Linked DNA regions of Sus scrofa: region 2 is linked to region 1. Evidence: chromatin contacts called from public HiChIP or PLAC-seq data. All regions are on one chromosome and are shown on one strand. Each heading gives the region's core, a stretch centred on a gene start, on an enhancer-like site or on the middle of the called end of the contact. The rest is flanking DNA. Distances are from core to core; before and after follow the strand shown. Region 1 overlaps UBL3 (ubiquitin-like protein 3). Region 2 overlaps LOC106505250 (a long non-coding RNA gene).

Evidence for each region. HiChIP or PLAC-seq counts read pairs in DNA pulled down with a chosen protein or histone mark.
Region 2: a contact with region 1 is called in an H3K27ac HiChIP or PLAC-seq map of alveolar macrophages. The contact joins two enhancer-like sites. A contact is called at or near these places in 6 of 47 Hi-C or Micro-C datasets (embryonic fibroblasts, epiblast stem cells, fetal liver and 3 more) and 1 of 2 datasets of contacts at active chromatin or transcription factors (alveolar macrophages).

The regions. Positions count from the first base shown.
Region 1 is chr11:6,722,318-6,725,802 of Sscrofa11.1, reverse strand. All of the region lies in intron 1 of UBL3 (ubiquitin-like protein 3), which reads left to right. Among named protein-coding and RNA genes, the nearest start is that of UBL3, 40 kb to the left of the region's middle. Within about 2 kb of position 2,057, at least 5 of the 83 cell types and tissues checked have an H3K27ac peak or open chromatin away from gene starts, as enhancers often do. A contact at or near this core is called in alveolar macrophages, where this site is marked.
Region 2 is chr11:6,930,400-6,934,035 of Sscrofa11.1, reverse strand. All of the region lies in intron 2 of LOC106505250 (a long non-coding RNA gene), which reads left to right. Among named protein-coding and RNA genes, the nearest start is that of KATNAL1, 130 kb to the left of the region's middle. Within about 2 kb of position 1,780, at least 34 of the 83 cell types and tissues checked have an H3K27ac peak or open chromatin away from gene starts, as enhancers often do. A contact at or near this core is called in alveolar macrophages, where this site is marked.

The DNA.
Region 1 (3,485 bases), core at 808-3,307:
TGGCATAGGCTGGTGGCTACAGCTCCGATTCGACCCCTAGCCTGGGAACCTCCATATGCCGCAGGAGTGGCCCAAGAAATGGCAAAAAGACAAAATAATAAATAAATAAATAGACATGAGCATAAGCTATTTTATTGATTTTAAAAAATAGATCATTGCTCAGCATATAGCGTATGGTCCAAGTTGGAAGGTTGTCGTACTTAACTGGCACCAATTTATTTGGATTTCTAACTATCTTCTGGTTTTTTGTTTGTTTGTTTGTCTTGTTTTTAAATAACCTTAGATAATTTTTCTTTAATTCTGAACCTAAGCTTCTAAATTTGTAAAAAGCATAAGTGATATTTTCTAGCTCAGTGCCAGGGGTTCTTTAATAATTCTTGAATTGTTTCTCTGGCACTGATGCATTCTGCTTGTTCATGTCCACAACACTGGACAGTTGTCTAATCTGCTCATGACAATCTTTCCTCTTTATAAGTGGTCCTTCTTTTACTCTCTGAGTCATTTACTTTTCCCCAGGAATTCACCTGTCATTTTACCGTGCACTTTACTGCTGTGTAGTGCTCTTCTTTATTCCTCCCCTTTGAAGTCATCTGCTGCCATTGCTTTTTGTTTTAATGCTAAATGTTTTGATGCTGCTGGATTTACATTCAGTAACAACTTCTGTGAACATACAGTTCGTGTGTGTGTGTGTGTGTGTGTGTGTGTGGTTTTTGTTTGTTTTTGTGACTAGCGTGATGCATTCCCCCCAATGATGCACACTTGGTGATTATGTTAATTAACTTAGGTGGCATATCCTGCGTAAATGCAGAATTTTGTGCTATATTTTACTGATAATCACACTTAATGTTATATACTGATGTTGATGCATTTATCATGTTTGTTTTTTTCATTTCCTGCTTGTCATGCAGAATTCTGCTGCTAAATAATTTGTCACTCTAACCCTAAGTAAACTGATAACTACAATTTAAAATTTTAATAAATAATAATAAAACAATTGTCTCTGAGTAAGGATTCATGAGTATTCCAGTATACCAAGTATAAATGAGAACCTCAGTGTTAAGAGCACATGAGGTCATAGCTATCTGGGGCACCACTAAGCGACAGTATCACTAGTCACAGGTTGATGCAAATTGTCCCTGTGGACTGAATGGGCCTGAGAGGCACAGGCAGCCTGGAACAATCATCGTCTTCATAGCCGGATAGAATGTATTCTTCTTAAATAAGAGAACTTGCTATCAGTTTTGAATAATGAGTTGACTGACAAACATATTGTAAAGAATAGGAGGATTTTTTAAATGTCTTTTTCTTTCTTCTCTCTTCAGGGCAACTGTTTTTCAGTATCGCTGTGGACTGTTTCAGGGCGTGTGTTCCATGATAGTTGTGTGTGGAAGAGTGAGTCTGTCATCACCTGTGTGTAACAGTAAAAAATATTAGAATAACATGGTAATAGTTGGTCCATCCACTTCTGGTTGTATTCTTCTGTTACATGTGCATTGTTGCAGTGTTTCAGGGATGGTGGTTATAGTCTAGCATATTCTGATAGCATTATTCATTCATTTTCCAATGTACTAAATATACCTAGTATTTTTCAGGTACAAGTAACTGAGGTTAACTGTATGAATTAAATGGCACTTTTTCCTCTTTTGAACTAAAAGTAGGGTTTAATTGGGAAATAAAATACAGCCAAAGGCTCATCTTCAAGATTGTTTCGTAGCCACACACATACGCGACTGTGCTTGCTGTTGTAAGTTAGCAACTTATGAAAGAGGAGAACTGCGAAGTTTTGAGATAGGTTTTTCCATCCTCAAGGACTGTAATTTAATTGGAGAGTGAAGACACATGACATAAACTGACTCTTGCTACAACAGATGATGTATGTAGGATGACCTTAGAGTTTGTTATCTAGATTGAGATACTTTTGAGAGGAGAAGCAGGTACCATTACAAATTGGAGTTGTTCCAAGTTATCTCAGGCAAACGTGGACACATAGGGTCACCCCTGATCTGTACCCATGATTGGGTAGAACCCTGAGGGAGGAATGAGGATGTGGGTCAGAAGGGCTTCAGAGGAGGCCTTAGAACTGAAAGAGCAGAATCAGGAAGTCATGCTCGTGAGTCTTGCCAGAATAGGATTTATAATGAATGTGCCATTTTGGCTGGAATAGAAATTTGCGCAGGGAAATTTCTCCGTGTCTGCGGGTACAGAGAGCCATCTTGTGTAAGTGACATGGGATCTGCAGGGGTCTCAGAAGCAGACCCCAGGGATACGGAGGGACAGCTGCCGTTGGACTGTCCACTGTGTCATCTTCAGAGGTTCCTGACCTCGGTGTCCCAGTTAACCATCCTCAGGATGGAGACAGTGGTGCCGTCTCACAGGGTTGTGCCTTCACGCCAGGTATGTGTGGTGCTGGCGAGCTGACAAGTAAATGTTAGTCCCGGAGCCGCACTGACACAGGTTGCCGTCTTTGAAAGTGTTTGGCAGTGTGCAGCCTGGATTGGCGAGAGAGGCAACAGAGAGACCTCGCGAGAATTCAATAACCGAAGGAGGGGAGAGGAGAAAGTAGGGCTGAGTGAAGGAGCACTCTGGGCCTTCCAGCCTGCCTGACTGGGAGACCTGGAGAATTTAGCAGAAATAAATTCAGGAGGGACACCTGTTGTTGAGGAAGAACTAAGTTTAAATCTGAACATTTAGTTTTGAGGAGTTCCCTGGTGGCCTAGCAGGTAAGGATTTAGGTTGTCATTGCTGTGGCTCTGGTCACTACTGTGGTGTGGGTTCAATCCCTGGCCTAGGAATCTGCCTAGCACAGGTGTAGCCAAAAAAAATAGAAACATACAGTTTTGCGAGGACAGCAGGCTGTCTTATTAGATGTGGTCAGCTGGCAGCTGGAGAAGTGAAAGTGGGGCTCCATGAAGAATGGGGGTGTTCCATAAGGGGCAGCTGAAGCCTTGGGTGTTGGCGAGGCTGTCTCAAGGGGATGTTGAGGAGACAGAAGACTGACAAAAGAACCTCGGAAAGCCCGTGTTTGGAGTACAGGAGGAAAAAAATAACAAGAAGCAGCCCCAAAGAGCAGGGGTAGTATTCTCCAAAGTATGTTTTTCTGAACGTACATCTGTGGGATGGTAACAAGTGGTAGGGGAAAGAAAATTGCTTCTGTGGTTAAATACCACAGCTGTTAACGGTAAATGAATTTGTTCACTGCAAGAATTCTTTGGGTTTTTAATGTTAGCGTACATGCCAAATCTCCAAGAGGTGAATAGATGAAGTAATGCTTTGCGGATTGGTCTGACCACTTTGCTCCCCCAGAATACTTCATGGATGTTCATGTTCCAGAAAGCACATTTTGGGAATTACAGAAGCCTAACAAGGAAAGATTTTCAAGGAAAAAGGGGTTAAACTGTGTCAGATGTTGCAGAGAGACGGAGGAAGATGCGAAATGAGAAGCAGTTGATGTTTTTTATTAGATGCGCCTAAGTGAGCTTTACAAG
Region 2 (3,636 bases), core at 531-3,030, 210 kb before region 1:
AGCCACGCAGGCGATTCTCCGAGGCAGGCTTGGGCTGCCCGCGAGACATCGCATCCTTCCTAGCTTCTCTGCCCCTCTGGTTTCCTCAAGGTTGAGGACCCCAGGCCCACAGCAACACAATCCTTCCTAGGTGCCCTGGTCCAAAAAGGATATGTCTGTCAATTTAGTTTGCAACATAAATAAGAATAGAATTTTCTCCCCCTTGGCTCCTTCTTCCTTTTTCTCTTACCCATGCCAGTGGCTCCATTCCGAAGCGTCCACCCGCCACGGCTGCTGGCCCTGACTCACACCTGCCCACTCACAGGGCCCATCGGAGAGGGTCCATAGACGCTGAAACGCCACAACATCTTCCGCATTTAAGTTTCATTAAGGGAATAAAACACAAGGCTGGATTGGGGTTGCCACTGAGAGCTACAGGCTTTTTCAAAGGTTCATAAAAACACGTTTTACTTATTATTTCTGTTTCCATCAAACCATAGACTAAAGTTTATGGTGCTTTATCTGAACATGCTTCTTCATGGAGCCTGTAGGATGTGTTCCCTTTTCAGACAGAAGCCTCTGAGAGTTCGTATTATACATTCGGTATATTTAAGAAACAGAAGCCTCTGAGAGTTCGTATTATACATTCGGTATATTTAAGAAAACAAGGTGCCTCTGAAAGGCATTCCCTCCTGCCAAATATACGGCGCTTGCAGGACAGAAATGCAACGCCTCTGTTTCCCGGGCTGAAGAGTCCAGACGGAGCACTGAGTGTTCTGAGGCTGGTACAGAGCGTTCAGTCAGGGAGCATTCTGGACACTTTGCTGGGCCTACCCCATTTTTACATTTTTACTGCATTTCTGTTCTTTGGCTCCTTAGCCTGTGTGCATCTTGCCGCCGAGATCTCTGATGCACCCAGCCGGAAATCCCTCACCTGGAGAGAGAGAGAGAGAGAGAGAGAGAGAGAGAGAGAGAGAGTGTGTGTGTGTGTGTGTGTGTGTGTGTGTGTGTGTGTGTGTCTGTGTGTGTCTGTGTGTCTGTGTGTCTGTGTGTCTGTGTGTTTGCGCGAGCGCGCTGGAAAAGCACCCCCAGATGACTGAAATTGAACATCTGAAACGGCTGGGAACTCGAGGGAGCTGGCGTCCGCCAGGGGGAGCCGGGGTCCCCGACGGGGGACCGGGCGGGGGGCCCGGGGCATCCGCACGGAGCGCACGGGCCGCTTTAAGAGGGGACTCGGGCTGCGGGGACCAGGCCGGCTGTCCCTGTCCCGCCCGGCAGCCGCCGCAGCGGGGCGGGCAGCCGCGGGCAGGGCGCTGGGCGAACGGGTCACAGAGTCACTAATGCGCCGCGCGGCCGCGGGGCCGGAGCCGCGGGCGGCGGAAACGGCCCGGCCAGAGATTGATCGCAGCGGGAAAGGACTGAGTCGGCGCTGCGGTTCCCGGGAGTCGGGCTCCTGGCGGCGGTGCCCTTTCCTCCCGCACCCGCTGCAGCCATCCTGCTTCTGTGCCTTCAAAAGTGACGTCCCTAAATGTCCAGCCAAAGGCCTCTGTCCTCCTAGGAGATCTCTTGAAAGCCAAGGTCACCGGAAGCAATTTTCTGAAGTTGGCTTTTATGCCGGGCGTCCACGGGGCACTGCGGGGGGCGGGGGGGGGCCTAAATGCCTGCTCCCGCCTAACCAGCCCCTCTCCCCACCTCTCCAAGAAGAGGGGCGAAGTCGGGGTTCCGCAGGCAAGTCTGGGGATGCTGGTGTGCACCTTCGGCTCAGGTGTGGCTGGTGGGTGTGTCCTGAGCAGGTCCGAGCCAGATGCCCTGCTGAACCTCAGTTTCCAGGCAACCCCATCACCCTCACTTTACAGCGGACAAGATCGGGGCTCAGAGAGGCGCAGTAAACTTGCCAAGCTTGCTCACCCAGCTGTGGCAGAGGCCTATCTGACCCCCAACTGCCCGCTGAGGGAGGGTCTGGATTCTCCTAAACCCCCACCAGGAAGCCACTTCCGGGAGAGGCTTAAGTCTTACCACGTTCCCTACTGATAGGAGGGAGGAGTGGACAAAGGAAGTTGCCAAAGCTACTGCCCAACCTTTCCGGGTTCAGAACTCATTATGTAGAAAACGCAGAGACACGAAGCTGGCATAGGTCACTCTTACCAGCAATGGGGCCGGTTTCCTCTGGTGTTGTTTGCCCAGCTTGTGGGAGGAAAAAATGTAGGGGCTGTAGTTTGCTGTGGCCACATAACAAAACACTGCAGACGGGGCTCTGTGTGTGTGTGTGTGTGTGCTTAAACAAGAGAAACATATTGTCTCACAGCTCTGGAGTCTGGAAGTTCAAGATCAAAGCGCTGGCAGGTTAGTTTCTTCTGAGGCCTCTCCCCTTTGCCTGGTGGGTGACTGCCTTCTCATCCTCATAGGGTCTCCCCACTACCACCGCCCCCCGTCCCCCTACCTGCATAGTCTGTGTCTAAATTTCCTCTTCTCATAAGGACACCAGTCAGATTTGACTAGGGTCTACCTTAAAGACTTCCTTTTCACTTAATTGTCTCATCTCCAAAATGGTGACCTTCTGAGACACAGGGGGCTAGGATTTATTTGAATTTGGGGCACAATTCAGCCCATTACAGGGACTTAAATAAGTCTTTGCTGTACGAGGCCTGGCCCTGCAAACTCCGTATGTGCATATGCAAATCAGTCACCTTTTTATGTGTCCACACAGGCATGGTTCCCCAAAACAAGAAGGCCGTGAGAAAATTGCCCAAATACTCGGTACTCTCTTGCCTCTTCCTTGTTTTTAAGAGTCACGAGTCTTTGGTTTGGCTCAAGCGAAATCATGTGTGAAATCCAATAAATGGGAAGTCTTTATTGCTCAACCACTTTTGAAAAATGTCTGTCACAGAGGCCATTTTTTTCCCTCCATCAAGTCTCATGATTTTCTATGAAACCAGCTCATTGTGAGAAAAGGCAGCTTTAAGAAGTGGGATAGAGGGTGTAGTACCGGCTGTCGGACGCTAGGTGGAGCCCCGGGCAGAGGCAGGGACGAGACAAAATGTCTGCAGACACAGCCCAGGCTCTAGATTGGCTTAGAATGAAAAAACAATTCAGTCTCTTTTGAAGTTGGCTCTCTTCAATCAATGAGACACTGACGGCTGTGACGTTAATAGAAAAGTCAGAGTTTTGTTTGTTCGTTTTGAGGTGGTAATGAGATGCCCGTAATCTGGAGATCATAATTGAGCAAAGCTGAAATGGTTATTATTATTGGGAGCTGTTGTTTTCTCTGTCTGCAATGTTGAGAAGCTTCAGCAGCTCTTCCGGACCTCCCCCCCCCCCCGCCCCCGCGTCGTCCTTCCCACACGGTACCCCCCTTCCCTGGGGCCCTCTCCTGCCCAGTTGCTGAGCAGAGTCTCCCGTTTCTGCTAAACATACTGGCTCCTCTGAATGCAATGCACCGAATCCATTGTCAGAAAAGGGGGGGGCATCCTCAGAGCAGGAGATGAGAAGGCGTTTGGGAGGCCCTGTGCTGCGGGGCTGTAAGTGCTGGGTGGCTGGAGAAGCCATGCCCTCAGACGCTCCTACACTGGCCCTCCCCAGCTTTTTTGGGAGGGTAGCTAGGGGCTCTAGGTGGCAGTGGTATCTCCTGGGGTCCTGGTGGGTGATGGCGAGGGTGGA